2 separate regions of the Sus scrofa genome follow, and region 1 is linked to region 2. A link is a contact called in public Hi-C data. All regions are on one chromosome and are shown on one strand. The core of a region is the stretch at or near the end of the contact, and the rest is flanking DNA. Distances in the headings are between cores, read along the strand shown. Region 1 holds the start of LOC106506012. Region 2 overlaps RHOBTB1 (rho-related BTB domain-containing protein 1).

Region 1 (5,723 bases), core at 658-3,157, 59 kb before region 2:
AATAATGCATCTACCTCATCCGTTGTTATGAGGCTTAATTGAGAAAATGTGTTTGAAACCTTCTAGTTTAGCCCATTGCCTGCCGCATGTGAAGGCCATAATACATGTTGATTCCTATTTCTTTTGAGTTTCTACACTATTTCTTAGCCCCCAGGGCAGTTTGAAGAGAAATGGCTTGCAATAAAGAGGACTGATTGCCAAGAGTGAACAGGGTTAATTAACTTTTCCCAAGAAATGTGTTTTTGAAAAAAAAAATGTACATTGATTAAGGCTTTCAAAATGGAGTCACTTTTAAATAGACACAGTGGAGTCTGCTTTGTGCCAAGTAAATGATCACCCCCTCGTGTATCTGTCTTGAAGTTCATAGAGGAGACTTTCATACTTGTTTTTTATTGTCCTCTCTTCTGGGCATCAAAGATTGGAGACTATTAACTCCATTTCCAAAGACAGTTCAGGGAAGATGGCTTAAACAAAACAGGTTGTCCTTAATACCTTTCCTTGTAAAAACATTGAATTTCATTATGCTTTGGGATCTCTGGGGGATTCAGAGAGCACTAGTCAAGATTTTGTCTCCAAAATGGAACATAATCTAGTGGGAAGAGAAGGAATATGCAGTGAACTAAAACTCATCTGGGGATCCTGGGAAGGGAGAATATTCCATCTGAGAAACTGAAGATAATTTCTTGGAAGAAAATGAGGGATAGAGAGGTTTGTTTGCATTTATAATTTTTCCTAATATTCTGTTTCTTGAGGGATAACACAAAGAGACAGCCCTTGCAATCAAATATGGCTCTCTTTCCCTTTTGAGGTTTGTATCCTGCAGAACCTCAGGAATCCATGACCTGAGAACTCCTTGGGGATTAAGGACACATTGTTGCCTTCTTTGTATCCCCAGTCCTCACTACACAGCCTTATCACTAAAGGTTTATTAAATGAATGAATCCCTTAAGGTAGCTGAACACATCAATACCTTTACCCCCCAGCTGGCTTTTTCTAGGCTGTGTGTGAGGGGGTTTAAAGCACACTAATTTTAAAAGGCCGACTGAAAGCTCCTTGAGGCCCTGCAACAAGTGGGTTGTGTTCATTGTCACCTCCTTAGCTCTTGACAGAGTACCTGCCCTACTATAGGCACTAAACAAGTATCTGTCCTGCAAATGCTTGAAAACTACCCCTGGTCCTTTCCTTCAGAGCTCACAGTCAGTCTGGAACGATGAGACAGAGTTCATGAGGGATGACTGCAGTGGGTATCTGAGCATTCTGACAACCCATGAGGGGCCAGAAGTCAATTTCACTTCCTCACTCAGCCATGTATAGGAGGTTGTGAATCGCCTCCTTATTTCGGGTGGGGACAGCCGGTGCGTCCTTATGCCCCTGCGGGGACCCCCCTCGAGCCAAGTCACAGAGGCAGGTAACCCAGAGGGGGGGAGCCTGCCGGCACGTGCAGCGCCCAGGGGAGGAGGAGGCTGGGCTAACGCAGCCCTTAGTCAGCAGCTGGGTTCGGGTTTTAAAACAATAGCCTATGTCCTCCCTCGGAGTCCGCGGCCGGTCAGCTCTTAGGGGGAAGAAAGCCATGCTGCCCAGCCGGTTAGTGGCCCAACTTACTTCTCCAGAGCCTGGGACAAAGGGCCAGCAGTTGTACGGGAGTGGGTGGGGCGCCGGGGACAGAGAACAGGGGGGCACAGGTCGCCCGGCCCCTTCCCTGCCGGCTGCGGGCGGGGAGGGCTGGGGTCTTCCAGGTTCCGTGCACGTTCCTTCCCGGCAGCCCGCCTCCCAGCCGGGGCCCCCCGAGTCTGCAGGAGGCCGAGGCACCCTCGCCACCCGCGCCCCAGCGCCCAGACACACCAGGCCCGGGTTTCATGAATGAAATCCAATCGCGTGGATATAAATAGCCGCGAAGCTGCTCACGTCACCCAGCGAGCGGCGGCCGCCACGGCGGCGGAGCTGGGTGCCGAGCGCTCGGCTCCGCCCGGTCAGGCAGCCTGGGAACGGGGTGGGGGCCTGAGGAAAAGGGGAGGGCTGGGGGCGGAAAGGGGCGAGCCCCTCTCGGCCCGCACCGGGAAGAGCGGCCGCGGCGCCGGGTGAGCCCGCCAGGCCGGGCAGTGCCATGCTGCCTTTGTGCAAAGTTGGGCGGCGGGCGGCACGCCGCGCGCAGGGGCCCCGCACGCCCGCGAGCGCGCGCGGCCGTGGCTGCTGCTGAGTGGCTGGGGGCCCTCCCCCCCTGCTCCCCAGCCCTTGAAGGCGGAGAGAGCTCGCGTCCCGCTCGGCTCCGGGTAGGTTCTGTGTCGTGAGTGCGCTATGCTATGAAACTTCTCTGAGCAGCTGCCGCCGGAGCCCCCGCCGCCCCGGCCCCGGCGGGCGGCAGGTGGGGGGCCCGGGCCGCGCCACGCGGCCGGCAGCGTCCCAAGACCGAGTGGTGGAACCCAGCTGCTCTGGGAGCCGCCCTCGCCCCTCTGCGAGGCCGGGAAGCCCACACATCAGAGGCCAGCAGAAGAGATTTCTAGGAGCGCCCGCACAGCCGCACCCCTAACTTGGAGCAGAGAAAATGCACAACAGGCACCCTTAGCAGACGGGCTGCGCCAGGGAGAGGGTGGTGCCGCGCGACCAGAGGGCTCCTTTCCCTGGAAGGACAGTGTTGGGGAGCCAGAGGGACTGCGGAGGGGGATACGCTAGCCCCTTGGGCGCTTGCACCCCCTGGAGAGTTAGTTGATCGGTCAGCCCACAGTTTGGTGCTCCCCACCCCCAGCCCGTGGCCATGGAGTCTGTTGTGAGTTGCTGTGACAACAGGAGGAGCTGCCATGGGCTTGCAGCACACCTTACCCAGTCTCTGCGTGCTCAGTTTTCGGGGAGAAAAACAGGGTGGGAGTGGGAGGAAGACGTGCAGACAAGGGAATCCAGCCCCCTCGGGGAGGGGGGGGGAAGGGAATGGAAGGCGCAACTATGTGAAAATATATCATTAAATCCTACTGTTAGCTCCGCCGTTTCTATCCTTAACGGTATCAAACATCTCAACTGAGGAGCAATGTCAATATTTAGACTTGGACAAGCCAGAAAGTTAGAAGGGAGTGCCAAGCGCAGGGTTTTGACTTGGCTTTGCACGTCAGCACACAAGCTGTGCCTTTAGAGCTGACTGTACACATTTGCTAGGGGAAAAAATGCATGAAGATTGATATATACACAAAGGCACCCAGACCCAGGAAGATCTAGGAAGTTATGACCAGATGAGTCGCCTTGACTTTGAACTTCCCCCAACCTGTGCTGTCCCAGGCAGCTCTGCTGGACCCCAGCCAGACGCTCAGCTTGAGGTTTCCCTAGTTTGGGGCTCCCCCACCACCAACCGGGCTAGTGCTGCTTATTCTCCGCTGTACTGCGTACAAAAGTACTGTTATCAGTAGTTTTCATCTTTGAAACTGTCCTCTCAATGTCAGCAGATATAAATAGCCAAAAGGCTCTATTTGTTTGATTTCGGCAAACTCTAGGCTTTTCTAAACATACGCTGATAAGTTTGTTTACAAACACTTCAGAAATTTGGAATTATATTTCATTTGCAATAACTCTGTAGATGCAGAAGAGAGTCACTGGTTGCTAGAAAAGAAACACAGTCTCTTTGCAATACAAGTAATGTCTTCATACTGCTCCGCAGATGGGGTAGGCAGCAAATTATCATCAAGCAGAGTTTCCTCTGGGATTCGTGGGTTGTATTTGGACATATTAGTGTTTAACTTGTTCATCTCAGTGTGGAAGACTTTGAAAAATCATTATGAAGTAATAAAATCATAGTCAGTGTTCTAAACTTGCCCGTTGATTGTTGTTTTCTCAAATCGCAACAGTAGTGTAAATTGAAGTCCACAGGGCTATGTGTGTGTGTGTGATCCCAGAGGTGGAAATAGAAACACAGGTAGCTTGGTTTCATTGTCACAACAGTATAACTTATTAACTACACCAGTGTAATTTAATAGGAAAAACTGGAATCATTTGGACTTTTGTTTATGATATTGTCTAAAAATATTTTAAAGGAATAGCATGTCCACTTCTTTGACTTCTGTATTGTAAAATGTCTAGAAGGTTTTCCTTGTTCCTATATATGGGTGTGTGGCAAAATGCTTTTTTGGTATCAGCCCCAAATGCTCAGAAATACATTTTCAGAAATGCTACCTACAAAGTTACAGCTCTTTCGGGAGGTATATGACCCCAAGAAATGCCATTAACACGGACACTCAGCAAAAGTAAAGCAGATTCTGCCCTTGGGTGTGGGGTGCAGGGGGAACAATGTATGTTGAAAGCGTCAGCGGCTCCCCATGTGTTCCTGGCAAGCAGTAGGATTTATAAAGTATTTCTCTCTTTCATGTAGGTAAGTCCAGCTGGGAGCAGGGTATTCTGTTCTTCACTTCCAGCAAGCCAGGTCAGTGTCTTTGTGCAAACCCATTACCAGAGATTGATGACATCCTGTGTCTAATTCTGAGTGTGCATTTCAGAACAAGTGTCTTCCTCGTTTGTCTTAAAACAGTGTGTCCTGGTTTTTTTTTTTTTAATTGACTCAATTATGAATATCACAATTTTAATGATTATTAAAAGTATTCTCCTTACTCTTTGAGTAAAATGGCACTAAAACGGGCCTTGAATCAGTTTGTTCTTTGTAAGAGTCTTTTTGGGGGGGATCGGGTGGTGCCAGAATAGATGAAGATACTCGGGATTTGAGTGCTTGATAATTAGGATTTTACATCTATCCTAATCTTAGGGCTCTAGAGCTGAAAGAAAGTTGATATAATAATAGTTGACATTTTGAGCATGAACCAAAGTTCAAGTAATGTGCTGCATTCTTTGCACTTCTGTTTTCATTGTGCTTTAAAACAAAACAAAACAACAACAACAAAAAAACCCTGTGAGGTGAAACTACTCTCTTGGTCTCCAAAGGACAGGTGAAGAATTGAAAGTTAAGAGAGGTTAGGTAACAGGTTCAATTTTCTGCTTCTAGTAAATGGAAGAAATAGAAAAAAAAATTTTTTTTTAATTCTGTCTTACTCCAAAACCTGAATTCCCTAGTTTGGAAAACCTTCTCCAATAGAGAAACTGGGGCCAAGAAAGGTGAAGTGACCTAACTAAAATAACGTAGTAATTACAGCTTATGTAATAACCTTCGGTGGCACAGCTGTTACCAAAAAAATAAATTCCATTCTCTTAAGTAAACCAGCAAAAATTATAAGCATTTATGTGTACTTTCTGGCATGGCCCCAGGTACAAATTTAAGAAAGTTTTTACCATGGGGTCTCTTGTCTTAAGGATTTTACAAACAGATTTAAAAGACAAGATATTAAACATTCATGCAGAAAAAATGAGAAAATAAATCAAGACCATACATGCCAAAAGTATGAATTGAGGGTAAATGGTACATTTAGGAGAAGTTCCGCATTTTCCACCCTGTGGGATTACTTTGCAAACCCTTGTATACATGGGGGAAAAATTTCCAAGCACATTTTTGTCTAGATAGATAGATAGGATGAGAGTTTAGAGAAAGACAGAATGTAGAATTTCAACCCTAGAGGGAGAGATTATGCATTCCTTTAGAACCGCTAAATTACTGTATCTCAGACTCAAGGTGTTATTGCTTCAAAAGTGTTGAAACAAAATTGTGAGCTGTCTGAATCTGCACAGCATCTTTGAGAAAGCATTACAGTTTGGCATGGTACTTAAGAGTACTGGATTCCTTCTGGAACCTCAATTTAAAG
Region 2 (5,481 bases), core at 1,143-3,642:
ATGCATGATATTTGGCAATTGTTGCCAACTTTCTTAAGACTAACAGTAGTAAGGTGATCTAGGAAAAGAATCTTATTTTTAGAAAATTCTTGGTAAAGCAGCTAGTGAAGTGTCATGCTGTTAAAAAAAATGTCTCCATACATTTAAAATATATGTAAACATACAGATAGAATTAACCACGGATAAATGAGCTGTTTTTGGAGTATTCCTTCCACTGTTCCATGTTTGAAATTTTTCATAATAAGGATGAAAAAATATTCCTCTCCTTTCCGTTACTTTATGGCTCAGGGAACGTGTGTTGTGACCTTACGTGTTATGTTAAAGGCTGACTCCTCAGAGAAGATGGAGAGAATTTGGTGTGGACACCATATCAGTGGTGACGGGGATAGAGGAGAGAACACGAGAGATGGGGGCGGATGAACATGGGAGGAACTCTAGAAAAGGCTGGCTCACGCCTGTGCTTCCTCCGTCCTTGGGCAGATGTGACATTTAAGTTGGATGATGGAGCCATCAGCGCCCACAAACCACTGCTGATCTGTAGCTGCAAGTGGATGGCAGCCATGTTTGGCGGGTCGTTTGTTGAAAGCGCCAACAGTGAGGTATGTGCCTTTCCCAAAAGCCCAGGTGGTATCTTTGTGGACATGCCTGTGTATTTATATTATAAAGTGTTGAACTAACCAGAGGACTTCGGTGCTTTAACTGCTTCCTTGAAATAGTTTACAGGCTGTGCTTAAGTGTCAGGTTACCCTCTACTTCTTTTATTGATTGATTGATTTTTTCTTTTTTTTATGGCCAAACCCACAATATATGGAAATTCTCAGGCCAGGGATTGAATCTGAACCACAGCTATGAATTTTGCCACAGCTGCAGCAACACCAGATCCTTTAACCTACTGCACCAGGCCTGGGATGGAACCCATGCCTCTGTAGCCACCTGATCCGCTGCAGTCAGATTCTTACTGCACCACAGCAGGAACTTCACGTCACCCTCTTCTTAATTCTGCAGTTATGTAGAACTGTTGTCATTGTTCATTATTCTGTGTGATCTCCTAAGAGCTCCTCTACCCTTTCACCCCAGAGCTGTCCTCATCCGGAAAACATGCTCGACTATATTCCTGAACAAATGTCCCAGGCAAGATACCATCAGAGGCACATAGAGGAGGAGTACAGCCTGTCTTCCAGAAGTTGGAGACAGTAAAAAGTTTTTTTTACTCACTCAACACCTGGGCTCAGCTCTGCCTTACAGATTAGGGGCAAGGGAGATCTTAAAAAGACCCTGTACCTCAGTTTCCTTATCAGCAAGACAGGGAGGCACCAGGTCAGTTTGAGGTCCCCTTGCATGACAACACCCCATGAGGCTCTACCCTGACCTGCCTTTTCTTCGGGTTTGTCAACTCCAGGGTAGCAGTAACAGAGCAAAGGGTTAGTCCTCTGAAAGGCCTCTCAGAGTGCTTTACAAACTGTTGGAAAACAAAGAAAAATTCCCTTCAAGCATTTCTAACTTTAGAAGAAGGCATTTTGGTTGAGTTTTGCAAGTATTTCTTAATCATTTTTTAAAAAACAAAACAAAACATGGGGACACCCCATCACGTTTATTGTCCTGAGGGGCTTATTTTGCTTATCTCAGCAGCTCTCCAAACTTTTAACAGAAATACAGAAAACAATAGCTAACTTTGACAAAGCAGCCCTCCTCCCAGAAATCTGAGCGCTCCTGTTATGACCCTGGAGCCTGCATTTGCATCCCCAAGCAGGGAAATGAAATCCTAGGATCACAAGCCAGCACAACCCAGCCCACCATCACCAGGCTACCTTCCTGCTTCCAGAACAAATTTCGTCTGCTCCTAAACCAACCCCCAGCAAAAGACCATCTACTGTTTGGGGAAAAGATGTTAGAATTATAGAATTATCCTGATGACATCTTCCAGTGTCTGCCAGCCCTTGTAAATCAGGAGACCCTCCCTCAGGTAAACCAAGTCCTCCTGGGCCATCAGAGGTATGTGGCAGCATTGTTACTGAGAGATACCCAGTGAGGCGAGGGCTGTGGGGCTCAGATCCCCAACTCTTCTACGTACAGAGCTGTGCAGGCTTGGGCAAGTGACCACTTTTCTGAGCTCCAGCCTCCCCATCCAGAAGACGCGATAAGAGGCCGTGGTGTGGATGTGACATGTGAGAGTCAGCACTTGCAGAGCACCTCGTAAGTACGACACACATGGTCGCTGACATCATGCTTATTCTTCACCTCTCACTTCCAAGGAAATTTGGGACAGCCACCGATTCATAAAACCTCATCCAACTGGCATGTCACCGACCTCAGTAATCTCCAGAGATAAAGAACGCGGAGGCTGGTTGCCCTTCTTTGTCCAGCTCCCTGACGTGTGCACTGATGGCGCTGCAGAGCGCTTGCTTTCAACCCAGCAGAGAGAAGTTGATCAAGGTCAGGAGCCCAGGCACAAAGGGACACTGTCAGAGCTGACCTCACAAATGCTAATCCCCTTTATCCCTTCCCAGAATGGACTGTAATTGTCTCCAGATTAAAATGTGCAGGAGAGGCAACCAAAACAAAAACTTGGCAGCAGATGTGAACAGTGCACATATGTGGTGGTGTCACAGCCTCTCCTGGACGAGACCCCTGTTTAGCATCCCCTCCCTCCCCCGATGAGGTCACTCACCATTTAGAACTGTAGCTGAGCCCAGTAGGGTGTCAGCTCAGCTCAAAATACAAAGACTATGGACCCAAACAACCAAAGGTCTGTACCAAGATGGCTAATCTATGAGGAATGCCATGAGCTGTGGACACGCCCACCCTTTCCTGCCCCTTCTCTGGATTTCCAGTCTAGGCTATAATGTTACATAGTTATGAATTCTAGTCTCAGCTTGGCCTTGGGCAAGCGACTGACTCTCATTAAACCTGTGTCCTGGCGTTCCCTGGTGGCTCAGTGGGATAAGGATCTGACATTGTCACAGTGACTCGGGTCACTGCTGTGGTACAGGTTTGATTCCTAGCCCAGGAACTTCCACATGCTGTGGGAGTGGCCGGAAAATAAATAAATAAATAAATAAGTCAATAACCCTGTGTCCTCATCTGTAAAATGGGAACCCCAAGAGAACCTTCTACAAAGAGCAGGTGAGGCATGAAAGTATACATGTAAAGCATCGAATGTGGTACCTAGAACATACAAATGCTCAAGAAATGAGGGTAACCATTCTCCTGGAAGATTCTTATTAAATTGTTTCCATGAGGGGGTTCTTTGGTGACCTGGCAGTTAAGGATCAGGCATTGTCCGTGCTGTGGCACAGGTTCAATCCCTGGCCTGAAAACTTCCACATGCTGTGGGTGCACTCTTCCCAAAAAATAAAACTATAAAAAAATTGTTGCCATGTTTAAAGAAAGATTTTATCCTCCTGAAGCCCTAAGGTAACAAGCCCCCATCCCCTTCCTAAACTAGAAAAGTGTGGTAGAGATTGTTATGAGGGTAAGAAAAAGCACCAGGTTCAAAGCTCAATAAAAGCTCCATGGCTAATTTAGCCCCATATTTGCTTGGGCCTTTTCTTTCTAGGTCACCTTTTAACTCTTTATTGTCTTGTAAAAATCTGATGTCCTCCCCAAAATCCAGCCTATTTTTATTTTTGCATTAATAGAAATCACAGGCATATCCAGAAAGGAATAAAAGATGCCCATGGATGTTCTGTTAAAATTTTTTGTCATTTAATATTTAAGAAGACACTGTATTTTACTTGTGTTTTTCTCATTACTTTTAATGTAGCAGTAAGCATAATTCTCTCCCCAGAGGTACTCAGCAAGTGGTTCATTAAAAATGCATGCCCGGGTTGTAGTAAGCAATGCTCTGGATCTGGAATACTTTCTCATTCTCGATGAGCCCATCTCTAATTATTAGCCTAATAGTCTGAGCTGATCTTTGCAATTAAAATTTCAAACCAGCTAAACTGGAATATGGGTCGTTGTTTAGGGTAGCATTATAGTCTTAACCTTTTTTTTTTTTTTTTTAGTTACATTCAGCAGGTAAGGGACAAAATTTCTAATTCCATTTCTTTTGCTTATTTTTTTAAGTTCTATAAAAATGGTTGCTCTGTTGCTATTCCGTTAATTATGAATGTTGAAAACTATAGAAACAGCCTTTTTAAAAAAAAATCAACCATGAGAAGGAAAAAAAAAAAAATGCATGTTCTGCAAGTGTTTTTAGTTTGTTCTCATTTGCTGCTTACTTCTGAGGGTCCCTAACATTATTTGCCAAAAAGAGCCACTGCTTTAAAAAATAAATATTAGTGTTGCATTAAGCAGAAGAAAACAGCAGGCCATGGATGATTACAAATGTCAGAATACTCCAAAGACGCTGGGAGTATTGGGGTCGGGCTGCTTGCTGGAATCTGTTATCTGCTGCTGCCAGAAATAATTTCTTTTTATTCAGGACATCCATTTTGCCATTACTTAGAACACTCTCCTAACAAAAATTGCTAAGGTAATCTCAGTGTCTTCAAAATCCATAATCTCAGTGAGAAAGAAAAAGCTTTATTTAGATTTCATCTATTCCAAATCTCTCCCATGTAACAGATGAGGAAACTGAAGATCAGAGAGGAGGATTGATTTGTCAAAGGTCACAGCATTTTAGTGACACATCCCTGGGCCTGTCCCAGCCTCTTGCCCTGTCCTCCTAGCAATTATTTTCACAAACAGAGACATGCCCACCCCTGAGAGAGCACGTGTTCACAGGAAGCTTGGAGACTTTTTATATTTGTAATCACTAACACTTTGTAGCACTTGGTAAAATGTACATATTTTTGCTATCAGAATGGCCCAAATTTTAAAGATTCCCTGCTTAATTAAACTTTAGCTATCTAAAAATTGTACTAGAGAACGGAAAGTCTGCCAGATGTTGATATACACAGAAACTTGTTAATAAATTCATGTCTCTATAAGATAAATGCATGTATATACAAAAACATATAACACAAACCAAGTCACGAGAATAGCCATTAATTAATGTACAACAGCTTTTTTAAAAATAATATCAGTAATACTTTCTACCTGTCAATTTTTATTTACTGTAGAGGTTGTTTTAGAAACTTGACATGATCACACTTGTCAAGTCATTGATTTTAGTAACCCATGCAACTTATTTTTTTAATTACAATTAATTTACAATGTTGTGCCTATTTCTGCTGTACAGCATAGTGATCCAGCCATATGTATATTGTTTTTCTCATACTATCTTTTATCATGTTCTATCCCAAGAAATTGGATGTAGTTTCCTGTGCTGTACAGCAGGACCTCATTGCTTATCCATTCTAAATGCAACTGTTTAGAGCTACCCCCTTCTCTTTCCCCACAAGTGTGTTCTCTATGAGTCTGTTTCTGCTTTGTAACTAGGTTCATCTGTGCCATATTTTAGATCCTACATATAAGTGATATCATATGGTATTTGTCTTTGTCCGACTTCACTCAGTATGAGAATTTCTAGTTGCA

What was found. Hi-C and Micro-C count contacts between places; a contact is called where the count stands out from the background.
Region 1: a Hi-C map of liver shows a contact between it and region 2, with 2.4 times the contacts expected there. The contact joins the promoter of LOC106506012 here to the enhancer-like site in region 2. A contact is called at or near these places in 10 of 47 Hi-C or Micro-C datasets (fetal heart ventricle, fetal liver, heart right ventricle and 3 more) and 1 of 2 datasets of contacts at active chromatin or transcription factors (skeletal muscle).

The regions. Positions count from the first base shown.
Region 1 is chr14:64,396,112-64,401,834 of Sscrofa11.1, reverse strand. LOC106506012 reads right to left here and starts at 1,907. Exons shown (of 3, transcript XM_021073603.1): 1 at 1,603-1,907. The coding sequence starts at 1,858. All of the region lies in intron 2 of RHOBTB1 (rho-related BTB domain-containing protein 1), which reads left to right.
Region 2 is chr14:64,337,657-64,343,137 of Sscrofa11.1, reverse strand. It overlaps RHOBTB1 (rho-related BTB domain-containing protein 1), which reads left to right. Exons shown (of 11, transcript XM_021073598.1): 7 at 481-599. The region is part of intron 2 of LOC110256801 (a long non-coding RNA gene); the gene reads right to left. Among named protein-coding and RNA genes, the nearest start is that of CDK1, 110 kb to the right of the region's middle. Within about 2 kb of position 2,392, at least 9 of the 83 cell types and tissues checked have an H3K27ac peak or open chromatin away from gene starts, as enhancers often do. A contact at or near this core is called in fetal liver, where this site is marked.